2 separate regions of the Mus musculus genome follow, and region 1 is linked to region 2. Evidence: chromatin contacts called from public capture Hi-C data. All regions are on one chromosome and are shown on one strand. The core of a region is the stretch at or near the end of the contact, and the rest is flanking DNA. Distances in the headings are between cores, read along the strand shown.

Evidence for each region. Capture Hi-C pulls out chosen DNA fragments and counts their contacts.
Region 1: a contact with region 2 is called in a capture Hi-C map of embryonic stem cells, with 2.6 times the contacts expected there. The contact joins two enhancer-like sites. A contact is called at or near these places in 1 of 484 Hi-C or Micro-C datasets (embryonic stem cells), 1 of 115 datasets of contacts at active chromatin or transcription factors (epiblast stem cells) and 1 of 9 other capture datasets (embryonic stem cells).

Annotation. Positions count from the first base shown.
Region 1 is chr12:31,933,138-31,939,706 of GRCm38.p6, forward strand. It overlaps Cog5 (component of oligomeric golgi complex 5), which reads left to right. Exons shown (of 23, transcript NM_001163126.1): 23 at 4,040-4,493. It overlaps Hbp1 (high mobility group box transcription factor 1), which reads right to left. Exons shown (of 11, transcript NM_153198.3): 4 at 4,481-4,622; 5 at 4,033-4,144; 6 at 3,835-3,947; 7 at 1,148-1,304; 8 at 220-364. Among named protein-coding and RNA genes, the nearest start is that of Hbp1, 14 kb to the right of the region's middle. Within about 2 kb of position 4,099, at least 34 of the 459 cell types and tissues checked have an H3K27ac peak or open chromatin away from gene starts, as enhancers often do. A contact at or near this core is called in embryonic stem cells, where this site is marked.
Region 2 is chr12:31,291,276-31,297,472 of GRCm38.p6, forward strand. All of the region lies in intron 12 of Lamb1 (laminin B1), which reads left to right. Among named protein-coding and RNA genes, the nearest start is that of Lamb1, 29 kb to the left of the region's middle. Within about 2 kb of position 2,691, at least 68 of the 459 cell types and tissues checked have an H3K27ac peak or open chromatin away from gene starts, as enhancers often do. A contact at or near this core is called in embryonic stem cells, where this site is marked.

The DNA of each region.
Region 1 (6,569 bases), core at 2,849-5,348, 640 kb after region 2:
CTCTAACTGGACTGACAAGCTAACCAGCTTGCTTGGCAGAGCCCTTGCCTCCTTGTTCCCACTGCTGGAATCACAGGCAGGCCACTACAGGGGATGGGCATACTCGGATAGAAAGGGGGCCAGTGCCCAACCCCTTAAACCTTAGCTTTAGTTGGACTTCAGTTATAACTCAGCTATCACTAGGGAAGAAACTTTAACAGAAAAAAAATGCATCTTTACCTTTTAAATGTATCAAAAACACCTGAATCATCGAAATTAATGGCATCAGGGTGTCCAGGAGGTAGACATACGTCACCAATATGAATTTCACAACATGGAATGCCATGCTGTACCACAGTCAAGCTTGGATAAAATGACGACCAACCTAGAGTTAGACAACAGATGAACATGAGGAAAAAAGAACAAGTCTACTTAGGTCTGACACACCACGTCTCTCACTTTCAAATAAAACCATTGCTAGGATTAACACTTCTGTTTCAGCTATGTAAAAACCCCCACAACTAGTTTAATTCAGTATTTTATTTATAAACCTCTATCAGATACTGACCACTTTTAAACATCTGCAAAAACACTGAAGTAATAAACTATGAAATAGCCTACAAATTAATAAATTATGCTTTACACGGTATTTCTGTAGTAAAGCTCTAAAGAGCAACTCTGGCTTAATAGGTAAATACAAACAAAAATAATGACTACCAAGCCCACCACTTCTCACATTATACCTGAGAGCTTACAGTATGCTACATGAATGACATTTCTCATGCACATGGCAACATTTTTTCTGATCATGGCTAAGGTACTTAAACACTATTAAATATAACTGTAAACATCTGTTGAATTTTATTTGGTTTGAAATAAATTTTCATTATTTTTCTTAAAGCCACAAAATGTAAGAAGTTTTCTTTAAAGTTTTTATCAACTCGGAGCTAAAGATGGCTCAGCAGTTAAGAGCACTGGCTGACCCTGTCTCGAAAAACAAAAACAAAACAAAAAAGCACTGGCTGGTCTTCTAGAAATCTGGGGTTCACTTGGCAACTCACAACCAGTTGTTAACTGAAGTACCAAAGTATCGGATATCCATGCAGGTGAAACACGCACAAATATGAAAATAATAGTAAAGTTGGTATAAATTCAATTGAAGCCCTACCTTTATTTTTAACATAGAAAGGGTGGTCCAGCTTGCACTCTACAGTGAGCAAGCCATCTTCTACTGTACCAGGATCAAATGTCAACTTCAGTACAGACTCACCGAATGACACACTCTCTTCATGGGATAACAACTTTAGACCATCAGACCCATAGCCCTGAAAGCATATGCATGGACTAAATAAATTGGAAACATTCCATTCAACAGGGAAACTCCCAATATATGTCTGGATTGGAAAAGGTAAATTTAGTCAGTATCTCCAGCTTTAAAGTAGTTTCAACCAAGCAGTAAAGAAACACACGTATCATGACCACAGAATATGTATCAGATTGAGATAATATGCATTTTAATCCAAATATAAGTAATATGAAGTTTAGTAAACAAAGACTATCTATGATAGACTAAGGAGGACTTTGAAGTGAGATGTAAAAGATAAAATTTAGAAAAAGAAAATGCCTAGGCTAAGAATAGTTGCATGTGCTGGACGTGGTGGCGCACGCCTTTGATCCCAGCACTCGGGAGGCAGAGGCAGGCGGATTTCTGAGTTTGAGGCCAGCCTGGTCTACAGAGTGAGTTCCAGGACACCCAGGGCTACACAGAGAAACCCTGTCTCAAACAAACAAACAAACAAACAAAAAAAGAACAGTTGCATGTAACTTCTTTGAGTAGTGCTAAGTAAGTAGTAGTGCTTAAAAACAACAACAACAAAAAAAGAAAAAAGGTTAAGTTTAGACTTACGCAAATAAGGCTGAAAATGGGACAGTTTGTAAGTTTGTAGAGGGCAAGATGAAATCTCACTCAGGAGGTGTTGGTGGTAAGACAATGGAAGTATTTTTATTAATGTGGTTGTCAATTTTCAGATCATGATGATGAAAAAGGGACTCTACTATGTTATTATTTTTAAAGGTGTATCGTATTTGTGGGTGTACAAGCTCTAGTAGCTGTATGTGTAGGTACTACTCTAGCCATCTTTCTAGCCCTGCATTTTAATTATTTGAGGTTATGAGATACCCACTGTACATCTTGAGTCCACAACTGATGAGAGAAGAACCAGATGAAACTTAAATTCAGTGGGCATTTACTGAGTAACACATGTCAGGTGGTGGGCTTACAGAACACATGAACAAGGTGAAAAGAAAGAAACCAGTGTCTACCCTTGCATTCACAGAAAAAGACACATGACTGCAGCTAGCTACAGCACCCAATTGTATACTAGGTGATCAACACATAATGGGTTAACAATGCTGTGAATACTATGGAATAGAAAACTGAATATGAAGGGATGAGAAGGAACATAATGAAAGACAGTTTCGTAGTTTTGAATGTGGTCTGCAAAAATATTTTAAAGGAATTTTAATTTAAAGAAATACTTAGATAGGCAGAAATTAGGAATGAGATGTACCCCAAGTCATACTGAGTGTGAAAAATTGATCATGGCTCACTAGTGAGGTCTAACATGCAGGTGGAAAAGTAGAGGGCAGATTAACAAATAGTCAAAATTAGTTTTCTAGGGCTGGAGAGAAGGCTCTTTTGTTAAGAGCACTGGCTGCTCTTCCAGAGGATCTGGGTTCAATTTCTAGCATCTACATGGTGGCTTATAACTGTTAACTCTACTCCAGGGGATCTGACACCCTCACACAGACATGCTCATGAAGGCAAAACACCAATGCACATAAAATAAATACTAAATGTTAAAAAAATTAGCCTTTTTTCTTAAAGCTACTAAGATTTTAGCCTGCGTTTACATTACATATCAGGATGCGAAGGCCCAGATGATTAAAGTCGTTCACATAAGACTTGCTGGAGTACACACTGAGTTCAGAGTGCTCTCTACAGAGATGCCGCCTGGATGCTGCTGTCAGTGCTCCAGTCACTAGGGCTATGAAGAGGAAGACACTGCAGCAATAAGCAATGGACTGAGAACTAGGGTACTGCTGCTGTGTAAACTAAGGGACAGCAATGTCAGGAAGTAGTTCAATGAGCAAATGTTGCAGAGATTTCAAAACTAGGAGACAAATTTTGTGTAAAGTAGGAGAAGCAAAATCAGACTGCACACTTTACTAAGAAAAGAGTAACACCAAGATGAAGACACCATGCTCAAGATAATCAACTTTTTCTCAAAACTTGACAGGAGACAGGAAGCTCCAAGAAGGAATTTTCAATTGGTATTTTATATTATCCCATTTTGCTTATTTATTCATTTATTTATTTTTCCCTGCAACAGAGATAGAGAAATGAAAAGTTTTAAAAGTAAAATGTGTCAACAGATATTTATTCTAATGTTGCTTACCACTGTTTTTACTTATAAATGTAGAAAATGAGAGTTTCCTGGGGTCATTTAAGAAGTAACCTCAAACTCTCAATTAACCATGGAAGACATGCACTGCATTATATACTTAAGAACTGAAGGTTTGAATTAGTTTACTATTTGTCTTTAAGGCTAGTCTAGTTTTCCAGAACAAGAGCATTTAAAGCATAAAGCTGCCAAGTCACACAGACCGCACACCTTAGAAGCATGGCTGGGAAGTGCTAGTCATGGTTCTGCCCACCATGCTAAGCACTGGGCGGTCTCACTCCCTACCCAGAGGGCAAGGTGCCATTTAAATAGGAATGCAAGTAGAGCGTTCCTCTAGATTAACCCTGAAGGTTGACCAGTTTGAAATTCTTTAGAAGGATTTTAAATGAACCTTGTGAGTGCCCATTTGGATCTCTTCCTCATTATCACAGCTGGCGGCTCTAGCAAAGTCTTCCACATCTTGCCATTCCTTATTGCTTTCCTTATGGAAGCACAGCCGCGTGCCTGAAGTTGAATTAGAAAGAAGGGATCAGATTACAAGCCTGCTGTGCTACCAAGGCAGCTGCAAATCATTTAAGTACTTCTTTACCTTTCAGAAAGCAGTGCCAAATGGTGGATGGCCAGGAATTGCACCAGCCCAGATCATCATCATCTGACAGGGAGGACATACAGAAAATGCCTGACTCTGACTCACTGTTTGCCTGTACAGAGAAAACAGAAACTTCTGTTTTGTTATTTTTAAAAGATCTTTTAATACCTCTTTTAAACTCGAGCTTTCAAATAAATATAACTTAGTTGTAAGATTAAGGAAAGTAAGCTTTCACTATTGAAGGACTTTTTTTCTTGAAGTTTTAAATACTGTCATCTGTAATAAATTTTCTTAAAAATAGAAATACAGAATCAAATGCATATAATGAACAATGAAATATTTTTGTGCATCTGTATGTTCTTCAAAACAATCTCTCAGATTGGGGAAAGGTAATGTTTTCAACCACTGTATAAACTTTGTAGAAGTTTGACTTCATGAATAAACTCACCCTTTCATGTCTTACTGGTGTTTCTTCCTTCCAGTGGTCATGAGGGAAGGCTGGCCCACTTTTTGAAGAAGAGGACACTGGTGGTGGGCGTGCATAGGAATGTAAACTTTTGCTAGTAGCTATGATGTGTACAGGAGATGATCTAAAATAAAGCAGTTTTTATTATCAGTGTAGGCAGGTCCATAACGAACATCTTTTCTCTTGATAACAGCATATTGCTAATGCTGTTACACAAGAGACAACTATGGAAAGCTCTAGTAAAGACAGCAAGCTGTCCCTTGAACTTATCATTAACCTTCCTCATATATAAACTCACTGGTATATGTTAAAGTGTTCTTTCTTATCGAAGACTCATCACATTTTCTTAAGCTTTTTAAAAATCAAAAGTGGCAAGGAACTTGGGATTTTCCTGCCCCAAGGTCAGGGATTGCATGTATGTACACTACACCTGATTCCCATCTCTTTTATTCCCATACAGATAAATATGCATATCATTATGAAGTAAATACCCATCTATTTCTTAACTCCGAAAACTCAACAGTACTAACCTGGCCAGCCATGTATCACTGGGTGAACTGCCTTAAGTAAAACTACAAATAGAAAACAGCCTGCTTGCCGGGCGTGGTGGCACACACAATTAATCCCAGCACTCGGGAGGCAGAGGCAGGCAGATTTCTGAGTTCGAGGCCAGCCTGGTCAACAGAGTGAGTTCCAGGACAGCCAGGGCTATACAGAGAAACCCTGTCTCAAAAAACCAAAAGAAAAGAAGAGAAGAGCCGAGCCTGTTTCCATTTGTAAGAAGACACTGTTTCTGTGAGTTACACATAAGCATACAGATGTACCGTCACTTTCCCACAAGGATCACTTACACACTGGCTTCCTTCCCTAGCAAAGTCTCTACTGAGCAGTGCTCTTTCAAGCCCAGCAGGGATCCCAAGGACACACTAAGCTCAGAAGGCTTTAGACACCAACCTTCAGTAATTCACACAGTTAACAGCTCATGAGTACTTGCACAGGTCATCACGAACAGTGATGTAAAACAGGGAAGAAAGCAGGACTGGTGAGCAGCAGAGAAAACACCTCCAAGAATAAAACTACACCCCGGGGTACAGTCCCTTAACTTCTGCATTTATAATCATTCTCCTCTTGGCTTACTACTTCCCATGAGCCTCCCTTTCTCTGCAGTATTACAGAGAAACTCATGTTTTTATCCTGCACATGCTCAGTAAACTCTCTTCTACAGAGCTGTGCCTCAGCCCTTCTATAAACTGTAACCTGGATGTGAAGATGAAAGAATGGTAATACTTAACATCAGGGTAGCTTATTAGTAAAGTTCTTCCCAGCCTGCAAACTGCCCTAGGTTAAACAGATTACTGTGAAAAAGAGGAATATAGAGGAAATGATACTCTGAAAGAGAAATTTCCTTCCCTATGGAAATTTACACAGAATTTAACTGAATTGAATTGCTCAATCAAGACCAATCTCCTGCAAAATAGACAAGCATACCTTAACAGAATGCAAGGTAGCTAGGCTTTCATGTTTATATCATGTGTAGCACAATATTGTACAACTGGGGACCAATACCAAAGTCCAGAGTTCCTTCTACTTGGCTAGCATAGTCTCATCTAATTCTTCCAACAGAGTGAAAACTGGGGCATTTCTCCAAGCTGTTATATTTAGTAAAATGATACTTACTTAGGTCTCCCTAGGAATACCAACTGGGATTTTCCATAGTTTCAATGCAGATTAACCCATTTTCTTGACCTTTGGTCTAGATGAAGTAATTTTATTACTGGGACTCTAAGGTGGTTTTTGTTTAATGTTTAGATTTACTTCCATTACGTATATGAGTGTTTTGCTGGATTGTCAGCGCACCATGTGCGTGCCCGGTGCCCAAGTAGATCAGAAGAGGGCATCAGATTCCCTGGAACTAGAATTAACAGAGGGCTGGATGTAAACTGCCATGTGGGTGCTAGGAATCAAACCTGGGTCATCTAAAAGAGTGCTCTTAACTGAGCTACATCTCCAGCTCCTACTTTAAGATCAGCAAACCTCAGAATTAGCGAAGATAATCAAGGTTACACACACA
Region 2 (6,197 bases), core at 1,441-3,940:
AAATAGATTCTCATTTGGTTGTGAGAATCTTTTCATTTTTTTTTCTTTATAACTTAAATCGGTTCACAAGTGTTCACAAGGTTTACACATTATTTTTAGTTCTTGAAATATGCTAGTGTTCTTGGAATTGATAAAACGTGTGAATCACTATGGAAATATATAATATGTGTTTAGCCGGTTGTTCTATGTCGTGGGAGTTGAGTTAACCACAATTGAGTCCAAAAAGAACTCTGGTCTCTGTCACTGGATCAGACTCAACATCTGGTGGGGAGAGTGTCAGTGACTGCAGGGACAGCTGTTTCCCTGTCCCCTCAGTCTTCCCTTAGAGAACATGCTGATTGTTTGAGCAACCTTGGTGTGCTCAGAACTTGACTCTCTGACAAGTTCATCTCCAACCTCATCGTCTGCTAGGAAGGCTTGAGACATGAGATCTCAAGAAGGTGTTCTCTGTGGTCTCTTTATTTGGGTTTGTTCTGTTTCAGAGTGTACTGGGGATGCAGTATGGCCTATGGCCTCTGGAGTACTCTTTTCTTAGAAACTCCTGAAGGGGAAGCAACTGAGATGATTTGATTCCATAGGTGTAGGGAAGGCAGGCTCTGGTCCACCAGTGTGCAATCCTGTCTCCTCCACTCGCAGCTGTCAGCCCAAGTCCTTCCTGAACAGATAGAAGTGGCCACCATAATTCAGGAATGCCTGGTGTTCCTTTATCCTTCATGGTCTCTGTTTCCTTGCTTTTTTCTCTATTGCACATACACTTCTGGTCTTGGTCTTCACTCTGGCCCATCTCAAACACCAGAGTATGTTCATCAAAAAACTCTTAGTGAGACCTTGAAAGCAGATGGTCCCCTGAGCTAGCAAGAGTGACAAGACTCACTGTTCTGTTGGGGCAGGGTGGGGGGCGGGGTTCCGCCTTTATAGATAGATACCTTCCAGCCCCGCAGCCCTACAGAGTCCTGTGGCAGTCACTTTCAGGAGTTGCTTAGGCTTGTCACTTAAACTCTGCACACACGTGTGTAGGTCAGAAGATAAGAGGGCAGTCTTCAGTATGCCGTGTCTCTCCCTCCACCATTAAGATCCTAGAAATGGATTTCAGATCAACAGGCACTCTACCCACTGATCCATATGACCAGCCGCCCCTCTCCCTTTTCTGTGGACACATAATACTGAATAAAGGTAGATTGAGTAAAAGAACTTGAGAAGCAAAAGGGTTTTAAGATGTAGTAACTATGTACATACTTCTTAGGTGAAGCATCTCTATGACTCAAACACCCTCTGGTTACTTTAACTAGGGGCAGAATCAAGTAAAAGATGCTTTAAGACATTTTGTACAGCTAGCCAAGTAGGATTTGAGTTGTACAGTAAAGACTTAGTCATCCATGGCTAGTAAGTAATGTTGACAATCTGAATTTTTAACTATTTCAAGAACTAAGATCTAATTGTTTTAAGTGATCTAACCAAAGCCAGGTTAATGAATTTTTGTCCAGACTGTTTGCTTTAATGAATGAATAAGCACTAGTGGCAATGGTTGCTAGACAAACAGAACTTTAAAATATCTCTGTAACATCCTTCCAAATGTTCTAGGTTAAATGTTGGTCCTTGGGTCAACCCTGGGCATCTGGCCTGTGGCCTGCTATGTCTTGGCAAGAGCTCAGAGCTATAGTTTCCGTCCTCCGTTGTGTCTTAGAAGGTGTATGCTATTTTAAGTTCTCAACATTGCCCTGATGTTCTTTTACATTTATTTATATTGCTCCGTGTCTACCGTGGCACCAGCTCTGTGAGGCGTGCAGACGCTCCATCAGCGGGGGTGTGTCTGTGTGTGTGTGTGTGTGTGTGATGAAATTTACCAACTGTGAAGCTAGAGCAGAGGTTACTAGACACTTTCCTCAGCTCACTAAATAACTGCGGTCTATCTAGCTTTTCGTTAGGTGCTGTGAGGGATGGACACTAAGGTTTAGGATAGCCTGCCTTCCTGTAAGGAAGCATAGTTGCGGTGGAGATGATGCTACCCAGAAGAGTGGGTAGTGTGGTCTCCCAGGTGAACCAGCTCTTGTTTGGAATCAATCGTGAAGGAGATAAAGGTGTTAAATACAGCCGTTGGCTCTGACCAATGTTGCTTTTTAATACTTTAAAAGTTTTCATTGTTAATAGAGAAAAGCTGGACTTGAACTCTTCCCGCGCATTCATTTGTAACTGAAAGCAATTATGTTTCCATTAGAACTTTTAAATGTCTGCATTTGTGAGAAATCTGTGCTAACTAATCTTAGCCTTGACCTATTGGGAAACCGAGAGACTGTATTAGTTTTTGATTGCTGCCAGAACAAATAACCACACTTTAGTGGCTGAAAACAGCATAGATTATCTTGCGGCTGGGTGGGGCAGCTGTCTCTAGATTACAGGCACACGCTGGTGTACTGCACTGCTTTCGAAGGACAATAGGGGCGAAGGTTTCCTGCTTATTCAGGTTTCGGGTGGTTTCCTTAAAGTTGCAGAGTGATCCTATTTTCTGCTGGATGTAACAGAAAGGCAAGGCTGTTCCCAGCCTCTAAAGGCATCCACATTCCATGATTCACGACCCCCTTCAAGCTCTTTCCTCAAAGCCATGACACCAGAGCTTTCTAACCCACTTCTCTGAGCCCATGTGGCTGGACTGAGTCCACCTAGATAATCCACGACCGTGTCACATCTATTTCAGGCTTCCTGCCCTTCATCATATCTGCAACGTGCTTTTTGCCATGTGAGGTCACGGACCAGCAGGTCCCTGGGAAGATAAACGTGGCTCAGAGCCTTCATTTTCTCTTATGTCATCTTTGTTACTGAGTGAACAAATAGACTCTATTTAGGTTACAGGAAAACTTGTCATGGGAGTGTGAAAACCCATATAGTGTTTCTGACAGGTGATGTTTGTTTGTTTTAATATAGACTAGTAAAGAATTTGGGAATGAGTTTTGAAAGCAGAATAAGGTTGATAGCCTTTTAGCTGGGAGGAAAAAGGGTAAAGGCAGGGACTGGTGAGCCAGAGGGTAAAAAGGTTAAGGGGTGGGGAAGGGTAGGTCATAGGGTAAAGGTTAAGGGTCAAATTTTTCTACTTCTTTGCTCTCCTCATTCACATCTTTCCCCTGCACATGAGAAACATCCTCCAAGCTTCAGGGCCACATCATCTAGGAAGCCTCCCTTAATCTTCTCCATCAGACACCCAGAGTGCTTTGCTCCTGGCTACATCTTGTCTTAGTTAATTGCTTCATTGCTTCTCTTCCCAATTAACTTCTAAGTTGAGGAGTGAGACATTCCTCGCTGCTCCACCCCATATTATTTACCCATAAATAATGGCCCCACCCAATGAACGCAGGGGTTGATTCAGAAGCAAATTAGAATGGAGTCAGAGCATGGGGCACCCATGCCAGCACGTAGTTTCCAGGGACAATATTTGTTCAGTAAATATTTGCTGAAGAGTACGGGGAGTGTGGCTCGTCTGAAAGCACAGGGCCGTGCCAGGAAGACTAGCAGCTGTTCTACAGAGCATGGGCTGTGGTGGAGCTGCAGCAAGCCAGGCAGACGCATCGTCCCTGGCATGACTAGGTGCAGAGAAACACTCGTGGGGCCTGTGGAGGCAGGGCCGTGGGGAGGCAGGCTGGGTAGTGATGGTTAGCATGGGAGAGCTCGGTGTAGAAAGATTTAGAATATGGTGGTATCATGACCTAAGAGAGGAGGCTGCTAAGTGCAGGGACATCTATCTTGAGATAAGACTTACATGTTTGGTTTGAGAAAGAAGTGTTATCTCACACCATGAGAAAGGATTTAAGCTCTGAGTGTTTAAGAAAGAAGGAGAAGGTGGTGCAAGTGAGGGAAGGAGCCGAGGCTGGAATTGCATAAGTGGAATTACAGCAGTTGGGCTCCTGAGCTGTAAGGATGAAGAACATCTGTGCGGAGACGGAGACAGCCCGGGGAGGCTCCGGAGACAGGAGTGTGGAATTGAAGCTCTGCTTGTCAGTAGCGGTGATTCCACTCTGTCACGAGTCTTTGTGATCAGCCACAGAGCTGCGAGAAGCAAGGTCTTTCTAGATCTTTCCTTGCGATCGTGTCTTCCTGGGATCGTTGTTCATTTAGAATTGTGCAGCCCAGAAACAGTCTCGTCTGTTCTCATCGATTTTTTTTTTTTTTTTCTAATGAGAGTGGGAGCTAGTGGCCTTTGGTGGTTCATGTCGTTCCTCGGGACACATCTGCAGTAGAGGAAGAGGGTCAATATGTATGCTGCAGTGTCTGGTGACTGGATTTCTGAAGAGTTGTTGGTGGCCAGAAGTGCTGGATCCTAATTAGAACAGGCTTTCCTTTCCTGGGAACTGGTTCTGTGGCTTTAAGAACTCCTAGTCCTGCGGGGTAATGACTTGTGGTGCAAGGGAGGGTGTCCACTGGCCGGTGACAGCTGGGTGAGATGTTTCAAGCAAGCTGGGGCCTGTTCTATGCTGGAGCTGCAGCTTGCCTGAGGCTTGAGGTCCCCTAAACTTTGGGAGTGGGCTTAAGTAAGGCTATAAATCACATTTTGACTTTTACTGCAGTGGAAATGGATGCCTGAAGCCAGGTGTGGGATTCGGTCTGAAATCCCAACAGGCAGGCTGAGGTAGGAAGATGATGGTGACTTCCAGACCAGCATGAGCCATTTTCTGAGACTCCCATCTTAAGGAAAATAAAACCAACAAGAGGATGCCCATCTTTGGGTTTCATCTGACTTATAAAATACTAGCATGGGAAGAATCAAAGAAATATAGAAACAAAAAACAAAAGCAACAACAAAACAAAAAAAGAAATATAGCAAAGGAAAACATAAATATATCAGTTTATACAGATAAATTTATTATCTAAAATAATAATATATTGTAAGAATTTATCTACCTTAATCTCTATTTTTTTCTAACTTTCCTTCATTCATTTGTCCACCCACTGGGCATACTCCCTGCATAGAGCACTAGGCTTGGGTGGATGTGGGCAGTTAGGCGTGAAAGCCCAGCCCCAGCCCTGAGGTTTCCAGTCCAGCTGCTGGTTAGAGATCTGCTAATGATTAAGATAAGGGAGAAAAAAAGCAACTGGGTTTTATATGCAAGTAAGGAAGAATCACATTCTCAGAACGAGTGGTAGGAGGAAACTAAGCCTTCTAGAAGTTGGTCTAGGCTCCGAGTAGGACCAGAAGGCTCAGTGCCTTCACTTTAGGGAAGTGGCAGGCTTCGTTGTAAATAGTAAGCCTACAGAAGTCAGTGGCACACACAGAAAGCTTGAATTGTGGACTGGACACTGTTGGTCAGGAAATAAATACCACAGCAGGAAAGTTGAATCTGTAGACACTCTGCTAGGATAGAGAGGTCATCCAGGCTAAAGGGACAGTCCGAGCCAAGGGAGGAGTCACAGTCACTAGTGCATTGAAAGTTGCAAGCCCTGCAGCTTGGTTGGTGAGGTCTGGGTTGACAAGGGTGAGATTTGAAGGTATAGCCCACCTGTGCATTGTGTCAGGAAATAACATCCTTAGTGCTTCCTAGAAGGGCAGTGAGGGGTAGACATGTGAAGGTGTTGTATTGAGGTTCGGTATTTGACAAGAATACCAATTAGAAAACTGGCCTTTGCTGACCGAGAGAACATAGCATGTCCAGTGGAGGGGAGGAACGCAGAAGTTGGTTCTTGGTGACTCAGTGTGGGGTGGGATGTCCTCAGCCCAGTGGAGAACACAGGAGGGAGGGAGACCTCTTTGGATCCATTGTTTTGAGGACTGCTGAGTCAAAGATGCCCATCAGGGAGTTGGGTATTCAGATACAAAAGGAATTGTAATTAAAAGCAGAAGTGGCCTAGGAAGATGTCTGGGTGGTTAATAGCACCGGCTCTTCTAGAGGAGCTGGGTTCAATTCCCACATGGCAGCTCACAGCTGTCTAAACTGCAGTCTCAGGGAATCCAATGCTCTCTGCTGGCCTTCTCCAGGACCAGGGATGCATGTGGTACGAACATACATGCAGGCAGAACAGCCATATATATGCATAAGATAAAGGAACAACAGCAACAACAAAGCAAAACAGCGTTTAAGATTCCAAAGCAAACAGTTTTGCAGTGTCTGCAGAAAGTGTTGATGTGGTGTAGCTGGAGCCTAAGGGAAGAGAGGAGAGTGAAAGTCCAGGCCACACAACACTCAGGATGATGTGTTAGTCAAATTTGGGATTTG